3 separate regions of the Hordeum vulgare genome follow, and all the other regions are linked to region 3. Evidence: chromatin contacts called from public Hi-C data. All regions are on one chromosome and are shown on one strand. Each heading gives the region's core, a stretch centred on a gene start, on an enhancer-like site or on the middle of the called end of the contact. The rest is flanking DNA. Distances are from core to core; before and after follow the strand shown. Region 1 holds the start of LOC123426919 (cyclic pyranopterin monophosphate synthase, mitochondrial). Region 2 holds the start of LOC123426917 (amino acid transporter AVT1I-like). Region 3 holds the start of LOC123426916 (ATPase GET3B-like).

Region 1 (4,239 bases), core at 880-3,379, 420 kb after region 3:
CCACTCTTCTCTCGAAAGTCCAGTTTGGTCCCGAGAAATCGAGGTCATTGAGTCCGCAAACATCAATGGCGTCACGAAATCCATTCACCTGAGTCAAACTGCGGTGGCTCGAACCCTCATACTCATCCAATCGTAAAACCTCATTGAAGTCTCCGATGCATAACCATGGACAAGTGCTTGTAGAGGTCAGGGATCGCATAAGATCCCAAGTTATGCTTCTATCCTCAACTCGAGCTTCACCATAAACCATTGTCAGCCTCCATTGGGGAGCCCCTGGTATTGTGATCAGAGTATCAATGTGATAGTTTGAGTAACCGAAAGTCTCTAGCTTTATTGTATTATTCCAGAAAATACCAATTCCACCACTCCGTCCACAACTACTAATTGCAAAAGAACAGTCAAAATCTAGTGAACTTGCTAAGCTCTCAACTCGGCCCCCAGGAAGCTGAGTCTCCACAACACAAAACACTAGTGGAGTATACTGCCTCACTAGGTTGCGAAGCTCGCGAACTATCTCAGGTCTACCAGCCCCTCGACAGTTCCAACAAAGCACACTCATTGATCCCGGCAGCGCTCCTCGAAAGAGCCCGCCAACTCGCTCTGTGAGTCTGTCTTTTTCAGGGGAGACATCCCCGCTCTATGTTTCTTCCTGTCCCTTGGCGCCACATACTCGTGTGGGGGTGGTGGGACCTTCTCACAGGAAATCACATCCCCTCCCGTTCCAGCTACAGAGTCTGCAGGTGCTGTGGTCGACAAGTCGAGTTTTTTCTTTGCTGCAGAATTTACCATCGGTGGTTGTGCTTCCCCTCCATCCTTTTGTTCATCCGTCCTAGATTTCATGGGACTCTCAGCTGTGTCCTCCATGTTATCATTGTCGCTCAAATCAGCCTCCTGTGAAGAACGTTTTCTGGCTGTATGAGTAGCTCTAGCGTCCCCAGCCGATCTCCTTCCCCTACCCCGGTTCCGAGGAGGGTTTGAGTAGCTAGCTTGCCTATACTGATAGGAGGGTATTGATCTCCTCTTAGCTACCATCCATTGTCCATATTCAATCTCATCAGGGCCATGGACACCATCTCCACACTCTTCCAGGCTATGTCCCATAATGCCACAAACCTCACAGAAGAAACCAATTTTCTCATACTTTACTGGCACCAACATAATCTCCTCCCCACTGATCTTTAGTGGGGTGAACCGAACTAGAGGTTCACCAACCTTTATCTTAGCTCGTACCCTAACATAGTTCCCTTCAAAAACCCTAGCAGGGTTCAACTCTACGCTCTTGACCTGCCCAATTCTTCGTGCTAGCTGGTCGAGTACCCCTTCCCGGCGATAGAGCTCTGGGGTATCATGGATTTGAGCCCACGCATGTGTCCGATCAAGAGCCACCGTATGCGGCTTACCCTTCCCGTCGTATTCCTCCATGACCACCATGAGACCCCTGAAAATCCAAGGGCCTTGGTGCATAACCCTGTTCCAGTCACCGACACAGAAGAGTTGAACAATGAAGAGGTTATCATCCGCCTCTCGGATCAAAGGTTCCTGAGCCAGCCGCCAGATAAACTTCATCGTCGTTTTGAAAGATTCGGCACTGAAAGTTTTGTTTGTGTTCACCTTAGCTACTGCTAACCAGCGACTATCTTCCGTGAATTTGGCGATCTCATCATCCCCCACCATTACTGCATCCAACTCTGATTCCTTAAGTTTCATGTTCTTCATTGCCGACTCCAGATCGATCGGCGCTTTCCCCTTCCTACCCCCCGAAGAAGGCCCCCCCGGGGTTTTAGTCACCGATGAAGAAGTCATGATCGTAGAGTCCAAGCCCCCGATCCGATGGAGAGGCCTGAATCTATGCTAGTGTTGCAGGAGATAGAACCTCAACAACGACGAAGCGCCGTCGGAGTAGATTAAACCCTAAACCCTAGCCGTCGCTAGGGTTAGTCGTTAAGTTATCTTCTCTATTGCATGAAATTGTATAATGGTCTTTGCGAGAGGTATCCATGGTGAACAGGGACGGAGCTACAGGGTGGTCATGGTGGGCCGGCCCATCCTGGGATTTTGCATCATCCCACTATATGCCTATGGATCTCTGGCCCAGAGAAAAAAATATGGCCCGTAACTGGTTGACCTAGGACGAACACAATCCACGTCGAGCAGAACAGCCTCCTCCTTCCGACGACCAGCCGTCGTTCCTCGACCTCGCGGCCTCGCCGGCCGGAGCCCAGCCCGCCTTTCCTTCCCGCCCGCCCGGCCCTCGGCTCCAGCTGCGCGCCGGAGCACCCCCCCCCCCCCTTGGGTGCGTCCCTGACGGCCTGACCCCAGCTGCCCGGTGCCCTGCCTCCGCCCCCCTACAAAGTCGGAAGCTGCTGCCGCTGCTAACTCAATCACCAGCAGGTCTCGCAGCAAATGAGCAACCGAAAACCCCAATTTCTTATTTAGTGTTTACTTTTTTGCACTAGTTTATCCACTATATGAACACACGTAATTTTGCACATTATTTCTGCCTCATTTAGCTTTATTGATAGAAAATAGATTTTCTTACAGAATTGTTGAAGTATGTACTATCTAAACTATTTTATGCAAAACTGAGTTTTGATTGAGAATTTTAGTGTGTTTGCAAGACCATATTAATCTATTTTTATATGCTATTGGTAATTACTTAGAATGTTCACATATCAGATTGCTTATAAAAAAAGATTAGGGCGGACCACCCTGTCGTCAAATGCTAGCTCCGCCACTGATGGTGGGGAATATGAATGCTCCAATTTTATTTCCATAAGCTATATAACATTGTTGTTCTTGGATCAAATGATCCATTTTGTGTGAAGTACATAGCTATGGATTCATTTTATGTTAGCTGTATTAGGTATGGATCCATTTATTTTACTCCCTCCGTTCCTAAATATAAGACTTTTTAGAGATTACATTATAAACTACATACGGATGTACATAGACATATTTTAGTGTATAGATTCACTCATTTTGCTTTGTATGTAGCCTCCTAGTGGAATCTCTACAAGGTCTTATATTTTGGAACGGAGGGAGTAGAAGAGAAGAGATGAGAGAAGGAGGAGGCTGATGTGCCGGCTATCTGGGAGGGACGCTGGCTGTCTTGAGGCTCGCTAGCACAGGAGAGAGCATCTCTCTCTGTCTCTAGCCAAGCGCTCATGAGTTCCACATGTTAGCGACAAGGGGTGGGAATTAGAACATGGGCATTTCAGTTTTCCCATGAGGAGTTGTACATTGCTAGGAAAGAACCCAGTTAAACAATTGAGATGGGGCATTTTAGCAATTACCATATGAACAAAATGACAAATTTGCATCGCATCAGTTTTAGTGCATATGCGATGAGGCTACTCACTATAGAGAAATAATCTACTCTTTCCTTCTTGGGCAGCCAGACATCATTGTTTGAGGAATAGACATACGTAAGTTGGTACTGCGATATTTTCCCATGGGGAAATTATGAACTTTTGGCAGCCAAACACAAATTGGAATTACAGACCAATCCCTATTTCAGAAGCTTTCGAAGTGGGCCCCCAAATTTGCAAAGACTGTTCAATTCCATGAGCAAAATGGACATAGGCGGTTTTAGCTTGAGTGGTGTGTTGGCTCATGAGATCGGAACACAATCATGTTCCCGTCCCAACATCAAATCATTAATATCTATATAGTTTTAATATTTATTATATATATGCAAATGTATCGCTGTATCTGTTTTTTTGAAAAATTGCCGTGTCGTGGTATCTGTGTCCATATATACCTATCACTGAAGTTGGGCAACCTAGCCTTGGAGTTGTTATCAAGACTTCAGGTAGAGAGTACCTCTGTGCTAAAAAAATCAGTTTTTTGTTTACTTATCCCTTGCAGAAGTGTAAAGTGTGCGGCAATTGTTTACAAATGTCCATCTTTCGCTATATTCTCCCGACAATAGAAAGTAGAGGCTGGAGATGCTTTGCTACTGGAATCCCTTCTGACTCTATAGCGGAGCTCAATAAGGTTAGGCTTCTGCAATCTCTCTTTTGAAAATTCATCATGTGTAACCTATTCTCTTCCTTTACTGTTATCTACTACCTCCGTCCGGAAATACTTGTCCTAGAGATGAATGTATCTAGACTTATTTTAATTGTAGATACATTCATTATATGCATTTTTAGGACAAGTATTTCCGGACGGAGGGAGTAGTAATCTTACTGAGACTAGACATGACTACTAGACATATTTGTCGTTTGATGCTTTGCG
Region 2 (4,227 bases), core at 1,205-3,704, 320 kb after region 3:
ATTAATTCCTTAAGCATGGTTTTGACTTCGCTCGTCAAGGACGTCTTGAGGGCTGCCATAGCCGCATTCAAGTCGTCCCTTGTGACCGAAGTCAAGTCCATGCCCTCGGGTTGCCCATGGTTCACTTCCTCTTCGCCTTCCATACTCTTCGGGTGGTTAAACCCTTAATAAAGAGACGTGGCTCTGATACCAATTGAAAGGATCGATATGGTTGGCTAGAGGGGGGGTGAATAGACAACGACCACTTTTTAATTAATCTTAACGAGTTAAGGTAAACACTATACGGGTTCACAAATAATATGACAAAGAGGTGACCCCTATAGAAGCTATCAACAAGACCTATTAAGACAAGTAAGATATAGTCACAAGTAAAAGCAAATACAAAGTAAAGGTTAGAGATAACCACAAGTGGAACCGATGGAGACGAGGATGTGTTACCGAAGTTCCTTCCCTTTGACAGGAAGTACGTCTCCGTTGGAGCGGTGTGGAGGCACAATGCTCCCCAAAAAGCCACTAAGGCCACCGTATTCTCCTCACGCCCTCGCATGATGTAAGGTACCGTGATTCCACTATAGGTGCCCTTGAAGGCGGCGACCGAACCTTTACAAACAAGGTTGGGGCAACTCCACACAAAGCTTGGAGGCTCCCAACAAGACCACGAAGCTTCACCACAATGGAATATGGCTTCGAGGTGACCTCAACCGTCTAGGATGCTCAAACACCCAAGAGTAACAAGATCCGCAAGGGATAGGTGGGGGAATCAACTTTTCTCTTGGTGGAAGTGTGGATCTAGGCCTTCTCAACCAATCCCTAAAGAATCAACAAGTTTGATTGGCTAGGGAGAGAGATCGGGCACTTTTAAGCTTGTGGAGCAACAATGGAGCTTAGAGAGGTAATAGATAAGGTTCCTCAGCTAGAAGAACACTTTATATAGTGGGGGGAAAATTCAGACCGTTTTCCCACTCTCTGCCCGAGATCCAGCGGTACTACCGCTAGGAAGGAGCGGTACTACCGCTGCCTGGCGGTACTACCGCTGGGAGCAGCGGTACTACCGCTGGGGCTTCCAGCGGTACTACCGCTGGCCCTTGGTAGTGCAAAAGCACTACCACCGCCGAGAAAGTCTTCGCAAAAGGGTCCGTCCACGAACTACCGCTAGGTAGGTGGAACAGGGCACCTGGAGCGGTACTACCGTTAACCTGGGGCGGTACTACCGCTAGCCAGCGGTACTACCGCTGACCAGGGGCGGTACTACCGCCTAGCCAGCGGTACTACCGCTGACCAAGGGCGGTACTACCGCCAGCCAGCGGTACTACCGCTGGCTGCAGCGGTACTACCGCTGGCAGTCCAGCGGTACTACCGCTGGGACCAGCGGTACTACCGCTGGGGACCATTTTGCAGAGAAGCTAAGAACAAACCGGCGAGGGCCGCTCCAAAGATAAAGGAAAGGGAGAAAGAGAGGTGTGCGTGTGCAAAGATAGATTCCACCCAAACCTTTCCACTACGAATCCCCTCTTAATAGTACGGCTTTCCTATGACTCAAATAAAGAGAATCTAGGAGGGCGCCGTGCTTCCGTTTCAGAAGAGAGGAGTCGTGTCGTCTTGTGCCGTTGACGAGTGTTGCCTGAAATCTTGACACACACGATTAGTCCTGTACGGTACTGTCATCAATTACCAAAATTACTTAGGCATAAACTATGCCTCAACAGTATCGTACGTGTGATGTAAAATAACATCGTCCTGATATTTTTACAAATAAAATTGGCATCCAAAAAAAAAAACTTATCATCCAAATAGAAAATTGTTGAATATCATAACTGAAGTTGTCATCCTCAAACAACTATGTTTCAATGAAGAGCCCTATCCATCCCAAAATTCTGAACTAAATGTGTATGCGCACAGGGATCAACATTCAGTGGAAAGCTTGCGCCATTCAAAAAGTCTGAATTGAAGGGAGGAAGAAACTCTCCCTTATAAGCTGGTCATGACCTCCTTTCATGGGTGGGGTGGGACTAAATCACAGCAGCCTTAACAAATTATGCATACAAAAAAAGTATGGATTGACTTGCTTTCTACCACATCGTATGACATTTATCAGGATGTAAGAAAAAGCCAAACGAAATATGCGTAGTGTACCTAGGTACGTAAACGGTCGGGAGCAGCCAAGACTACGTTACCCATTGAGGTTTCCTCGGATCCAACTCATAAGACGAGACGTGACATCGTACAAACGGCATCCTTCGGGGATCCTAGGAAAGAAAGAAAAGGGTAAAGGAAACTCTATACTCCAAATCTCCAATCCCCGAAGGGTAAAGCATGCCACATGGCAGATCCAACGCCGCAGATTCCGTGCAGTTTTGCTCTCCGATTTCCCAACTGCATGGGCCGCGCGCGCACAAACAAGAGTCCCCGTGACTCCTCGTCCGCGCCGCACGGAGGAAGAAGCCGAGGTAGGGTTCCCTTTTATACACCTGCGGACCAGGCCGCAGCCGCAGCGCCACATGCTCCTGTGCTCTGCTCTGTGCCTCTGTTCCATCCATCGCGTTCGCGTGCGTGCCCCAGCTGCAGCGGCCGGAGCGAGGCTCGGACTTCGGAGGAGGCGCCGCCTAGAGGTAGTAGGATAAGATGGCCATTGGCGGAGCGGCGCCGCACGACTCGTCTGGCGAGCTACCGGGCTTCGAGCAGCCACTCCTCCACGCGCACGGCGGCCTGCAGGCCGGCAAGGACCCCGCGGCGGCGCACGACCACGAGGCGCAGTGCTCGCCGGATGCCGGCGGCGCGACGTCCCTGCGCACATGCTTCAATGGCCTCAACGCCCTCTCCGGTGAGCCCGGAACTCGAATCTTTCTTTGGTTGCCTCGCCTGCCACGATCTGTGGTCTCTGCAGTACGGTCCGGCCCTTTTCTTGACAGTGTCAGCCAACCCGATGGATTTGGGTTTGGGTTTTTCAGGCGTGGGGCTGCTGTCCATCCCGTACGCGCTGGCGGAGGGCGGGTGGCTCAGCCTGGTGCTGCTCCTCCTCGTCGCCATGGTCTGCTGCTACACCGGCCAGCTCCTGCAGACGTGCATGGGCGCGTCGCCGGACGTGCGCGGCTACCCGGACATCGGCGCGCTAGCCTTCGGGGCCAAGGGCCGCTTCGCCGTCTCGGCCTTCATGTACGCCGAGCTCTACCTCGTCGCCATCGGGTTCTTGATACTGGAGGGGGACAACCTGGACAAGCTGTTCCCGGGCACCAGCCTCAGCCTCGGCGGCGTGCTCGTGCTCTCCGGCAAGCACCTCTTCATCGTGCTCGTCTCCATCGTCATCCTGCCCACCACCTGGCTGAGGAACCTGGGCGTGCTCGCCTACGTGTCGGCCAGCGGCGTGCTCGCGTCCGTCGTGCTGGTCTTCTGCGTGCTCTGGGCCGCGGTGGTCGACGGAGTCGGGTTTCAGGGGAAAGGGACCATGCTCAACGTCAGCGGCCTACCTACTGCGCTCGGCCTCTACACTTTCTGCTACTGCGGCCATGCCATATTCCCGACATTGTGCAATTCCATGAAGGAAAAGGACAAGTTCTCAAAGGTAATCACTAATCAATGAGTGGCCTATCATTTTAATGCCAGCCAAGACATGCATGTTCATTATTGTACTACTCCATTTACCTTCACGTTCTAAACTTCTAATGTGCAATAAATCTGATGCTAAAAACAAAAAGTACAGTAAGTATTAGTTTTGAAACGAAAAAAAAAATTGATACCGTCGAAAAGTGGAACAAACAAACTTGTGACAGTGACCGAACAGGGTTGTATGCAGAAAAAATGTCTCACTTCCCCTGGCTGATGATTTGGCATGTCTCTGTGTTGGAGTGCATTGACAGGTACTGGTCATATGCTTCGTCGCATGCACCCTCAACTACGGATCCATGGCCATATTGGGCTACCTCATGTACGGCGACGACGTTGAGTCTCAGGTGACCCTGAACCTCCCGGAGGGCAAGCTCAGCTCCAAGCTAGCAATCTACACGGCGCTGATCAACCCATTTTCAAAGTACGCTCTGATGGTGACCCCGGTGGCGACAGCGATCGAAGAGAAGCTGCTTGCCGGCAACAAGAGGTCCCTCAATATGCTGATCAGGACATTCATCGTCCTCAGCACGGTCATCGTGGCCCTCACCGTCCCCTTCTTCGGCCACCTCATGGCGCTCGTCGGCTCGCTCCTCAGCGTCATGGCGTCCATGTTGCTCCCGTGCA
Region 3 (4,403 bases), core at 1,082-3,581:
AGATAATAAATACCTTCAACGGTGGCAACTACTCTTCTATCAAGAAGCCATCCTTTTGCGATGAGTGGTATGATTGCCCTCGTAACAAGATTTTTAAAAAAATTGTTAATTTTTTGGTTACAAAATCTCGAAACCATATCCTTATTTTTTTCAGTTCTATCACCTGGTTGTTCCTCTTGCAGACGATGAGTCGCTCTTTGTTCCTACCGTGGACAAAGAGCCTCTTATCGGTCTGGTTTCGCATGAAGAGAAGTTTTCATCCTTATGACGGACAAAGAGAAGTCTTCATCACGAGCCACTCTTCTTTCCAACGAAAAGAGGATGCCCATGTGTAGTGAACAAACAAACTCTTAGACGACCATCCCCACTACACCGTAGCTCCTCAGGCTGAGCCTTTTCGCCACCAGGCCCGCATCAATGAGAAGACCCCATCGAGAAGAACATCAACTTGAACCATACATTTGTGAAGGACAAATTTTGTCGTTCAATCTATACCGACCGATGCATGCCGACATTGCACCGAAAAAATAGGAGAAAAGATAAAAGTGGTGAAAAAGAAGTGACACACCGAGGCTCGAAAGATCTATAAGAACAACAAAGAAATAAGAAGGATGGTGAGCAAGAAGAAGACCAACAATAACAACGGGGCTTAGAAGATACCTACATGTGTGTGTGTGAGAGAGAGAGGGAGGGAGGGAGGGAGAGAGAGAGAGAGAGGAAAACCAAATAACAAAGTGAAAGAGGACGTGATGTTTTTGCAACCGAGCTCAAATGAGCTCAGGTGAACAGTAAGTTCCAAAACTATTATAAAAATGTTCAAAAAATCTGAATTTTTCTGGGTAAACTTTGACAAATGTTCTAAGTGCTTGTAAAATTACATCATGAGATAGCATTTGTGGAAGTCGTGGCAAAAAAAAATCAAAACTCTGAAAATGCTACTTTCAAAAGCATTTTGAAGCACTAATTTTGTTTTTTTGACAACGACTTCAAAAAATGTGATTTCGTACTGAAATTTTGCAAGCTATTAGAACACATTTCAAAGTTTACTATAAAAAAATCAGAATTTTTTAAAAAAAATTTAAACATGTTTTGAATTAACTGTTCGCCCGAGCTCATTTGAGCTCGGGTGTAGAAGTGCACTTTCTAATGGAAGATGCATATGCAAGATGAAAACTTGACCCAAACCTTAGTTAGCGGCAACAGACCATGCACTACTATAATTTTATCCGCACATATCGAAGGAACGTTGGGTGGTTATGTTGGAGATATATCATCTTTGTGTGTTCCTCGTATTTTATGACACTAAGAGAAAAAACATATTAAGAAAGGAATTTGGATAGCACATAAGCTATGAATTTTCAGCAACTCCCAATCTTAAGGCCAATTCTTTCGACGACGTAACAAAATAAGCCACCTCCTGCCCAACTTTCTCCATAAGCCGTTTGCCTCATTTATCAAGGCTTCTAAATTAATTATGAAATAACTAATTTAGAAGACTCAATAAATTAAGAAAGCATTTTTTTCAAGCCATGAAGAGGCAGCTTATTTTTAAAGCTGCCCAAAAGAATTGTCCCTTAGTGATTGAGAGAGAGAGAGGAGGGAAAAGAGAAGGAAAGTGGATAAAAGAGATATAGAATGTCAATGAAGCTTTAATTGCACATATGCAACTATTTGGGTGCTATTCATCTACTTCCTTCATCTCATAATATAAAAAGTTTTTGATATTATAGTGATATAGATATCACTTATTATTCTTATATTATGAGACAAAAGGAATATTACCTATGGAATACAACATGCATACAAGAATTGAATAATCATAACTATAATATAACATGTAGGCATGAGTGATATAGATATCATCGTTGATCATCTTTATGATATAAATAAAAGACTTATTACAATGATTTCTTTTTACCATCCGTACATATTCGACATATTTTATGACACAAAGAGAAAAAAAATGTCAAGAATTGAATAATCATAACTATAATATAACATGTAGGAATGAGTGATATAGATATCATCGTTGATCATTTTTATGATATAAATAAAACACTTATTACAATGAATTTTTTTTACCATTCGTACATAAGAGAAAAAAAATGTCAAGAATGGGATTTGAACCCATGCCCTTTCGGACCAGTACCTGAAACTGGCGCCTTAGACCAACTCGGCCATCTTGACTTTTTGTAAAATAATTTCAAACTTTCAATCATTTTTTCATGCAGTTGCATAGCTGCAAGCTTTCTTTAGATTTCCAATTCGTTCTTTTTTTTCTGAGAGAAAGACTCCCAATTCGTAAAGACCTGAACCCAGTCCCGGTCCCCTCCCCAGCCCGGCCAACCCAAGAGCCCTATAGCCCAAATGGCAGCTCTCCTGAACCCTACGGCTCGGCGCCTCACCCTCGCTGCCTGCCGCCGCCTCTCTACGCCGCCGGCGGTGGAGCCCCTCGTGGCCCACCGGAGCACCCAAGGTTTGCCCTCCTGTCCAACCTCTCCCCCTCGCCTCTCCCACCTCTCATGTAACAAGAATCAAATGAATGAATATTTACTCGCTGCTAGTTGTAGTTCTTGGTCTGTTTGGTTGCTGTCATGTTATGGATATTAGAGTCTGCATGCCAATCAATTTCTCCTTGTGGGATAAATGTTGCGTTGTGTTGTGCGAGCTTGGACAATGCCTGGAATCTGTATCGTACTGATTTCTGAGCCATGATCGGTTGTGACTTCTCTACTGAATTCTAGATTTGATAGCTTAAAACCAGACTGCTGCTCTGAAGCACAAGGGACACGCTAATAGTGCTATTTCTGAATTTTTTTTACAGCAAGATGCAATTCCAGTCTGGTGGAGGTTAATGGCGGATTCGGTGAGATGGTTGCCGGCACACAGAGGTACTACGTGCTTGGAGGCAAAGGTGGTGTTGGGACAACAAGCATGGCGGCATCGCTTGCTATGAAGTTTGCCAACCGTGGTGAACCGACGCTCATAGTTTCTATGCACCCAGCACACTCACTGGGTGATACATTTGAACAAGTATCTGAACTCTTGTATTGTTATGCAAAATGCTAGTGGGATTATTTCTTTAGCCCCTCTTTTGAATGTCTTGCATTTTCTCTTTGTAGGACCTGAGTGGCGGTAATATCGTACCTGTCAATGGAGTTGACTCTCTTTTTGCTGCCGAGGTAGGAGCAGTTGCACTGGAATGGTTTGCAATATCCCGTTCCATCCTTCAGTTTTATCTGGTCGGTGCGCATATCCACCATTAGGTGTCCAATCATAAAACAAAAACCTTTTATGATCCTGGAGGTAGTGAATGTAAGAAGTCGATGTTTTCCATTTCGTAGTTGAAACTGTGTTCTGCCATGCTTGTACACTTCATGAAGTCATGTAGAGGATCCAATTCTGGTCATGCTTGTTCTTTGATGATGGATGGAACTTGTTTCTTTACAGATTGGCCATGTTAATACAAAAGAGGAATCTTCTAATGGTGGATCTTTTATCCGTAATATACTGGACAAGATAGGGCTTGGAGTTCTTGCTGATCCGGTAAACATTACCTTGGAAATCTTATTTTTTTGCTTCCCCATCTTGCATTTTAGTTGATTTCCAGTGTCACAGTTCATTGAGAAATGAGAACATTTGAGTATGTCAGACTAAAGTTGCATGTAATTTCTGTTAGCCATTTTGAGTCCTTTTATTGGCCATCTCCAATTTCCAGTTGAACAATGGCATTGTCAGTAAAGTTCCTTTTTATTTGCAACTACATTGATGCTTAAATCGTATATGCCATAGGCTACATGTATGTTTGTTCTTGCACTGCCATTTTCTTGATTTGCAACACACCTAGATAATGATGTGTCTTGAGTTTGGACTTTGGACACGAGTTGGTTTCATATGCTTATATACCTTATTATGTAGCACACCTACACCATATTTGCATACCACTGGTCAGTTGGCCGACTATTTCACATGCATTTTTTATTCAACATTGTCTGATCAGACAGAGTACCATAAACTTATTTTTTGTTTGCTATTTCTTCGAGAAGAGGCATGCTTTTGTATTAATATCCTACTAGTTAACATTACTTATACCCATGATGTCTGGCCTTTAAAGCTGGGAAAGAATAAGCTGCATGAAATGCTGATGAAAACTCCTGGACTTGGAGAAGCCGTTGCAATTTCTAAGGTACCAATCAAAGTTTACACTTTGGTGGTGAATTTATTATTCGTTACATAGACTCTTTGTAAAGTTTAGTCATCACCTGAAGCGTATCCTTGCAGCTGGTACAAATTGTTGAACTGCAAGAGAGCAATAAATTTAGGCGCATAGTTTTGGATACCCCGGCCACTGTATGCACACTTCACTTTGCCTTGCCTTGAATCCAAGTTTATTCTATTTCTGC

The links. Hi-C and Micro-C count contacts between places; a contact is called where the count stands out from the background.
Region 1: a contact with region 3 is called in a Hi-C map of seedling, with 4 times the contacts expected there. The contact joins the promoter of LOC123426919 here to the promoter of LOC123426916 in region 3. A contact is called at or near these places in 4 of 6 Hi-C or Micro-C datasets (leaf and seedling).
Region 2: a Hi-C map of seedling shows a contact between it and region 3, with 3 times the contacts expected there. The contact joins the promoter of LOC123426917 here to the promoter of LOC123426916 in region 3. A contact is called at or near these places in 2 of 6 Hi-C or Micro-C datasets (leaf and seedling).

The regions. Positions count from the first base shown.
Region 1 is chr2H:511,921,359-511,925,597 of MorexV3_pseudomolecules_assembly, forward strand. It overlaps LOC123426919 (cyclic pyranopterin monophosphate synthase, mitochondrial), which reads left to right and starts at 2,130. Exons shown (of 3, transcript XM_045110828.1): 1 at 2,130-2,391; 2 at 3,868-3,996. The coding sequence starts at 3,898.
Region 2 is chr2H:511,821,321-511,825,547 of MorexV3_pseudomolecules_assembly, forward strand. It overlaps LOC123426917 (amino acid transporter AVT1I-like), which reads left to right and starts at 2,455. Exons shown (of 3, transcript XM_045110826.1): 1 at 2,455-2,821; 2 at 2,949-3,559; 3 at 3,855-4,227. The coding sequence starts at 2,623.
Region 3 is chr2H:511,500,564-511,504,966 of MorexV3_pseudomolecules_assembly, forward strand. It overlaps LOC123426916 (ATPase GET3B-like), which reads left to right and starts at 2,332. Exons shown (of 11, transcript XM_045110825.1): 1 at 2,332-2,476; 2 at 2,825-3,033; 3 at 3,123-3,182; 4 at 3,451-3,546; 5 at 4,115-4,186; 6 at 4,282-4,350. The coding sequence starts at 2,368. TRNAL-CAG (a tRNA gene) reads right to left here and starts at 2,187; the gene lies at 2,107-2,187.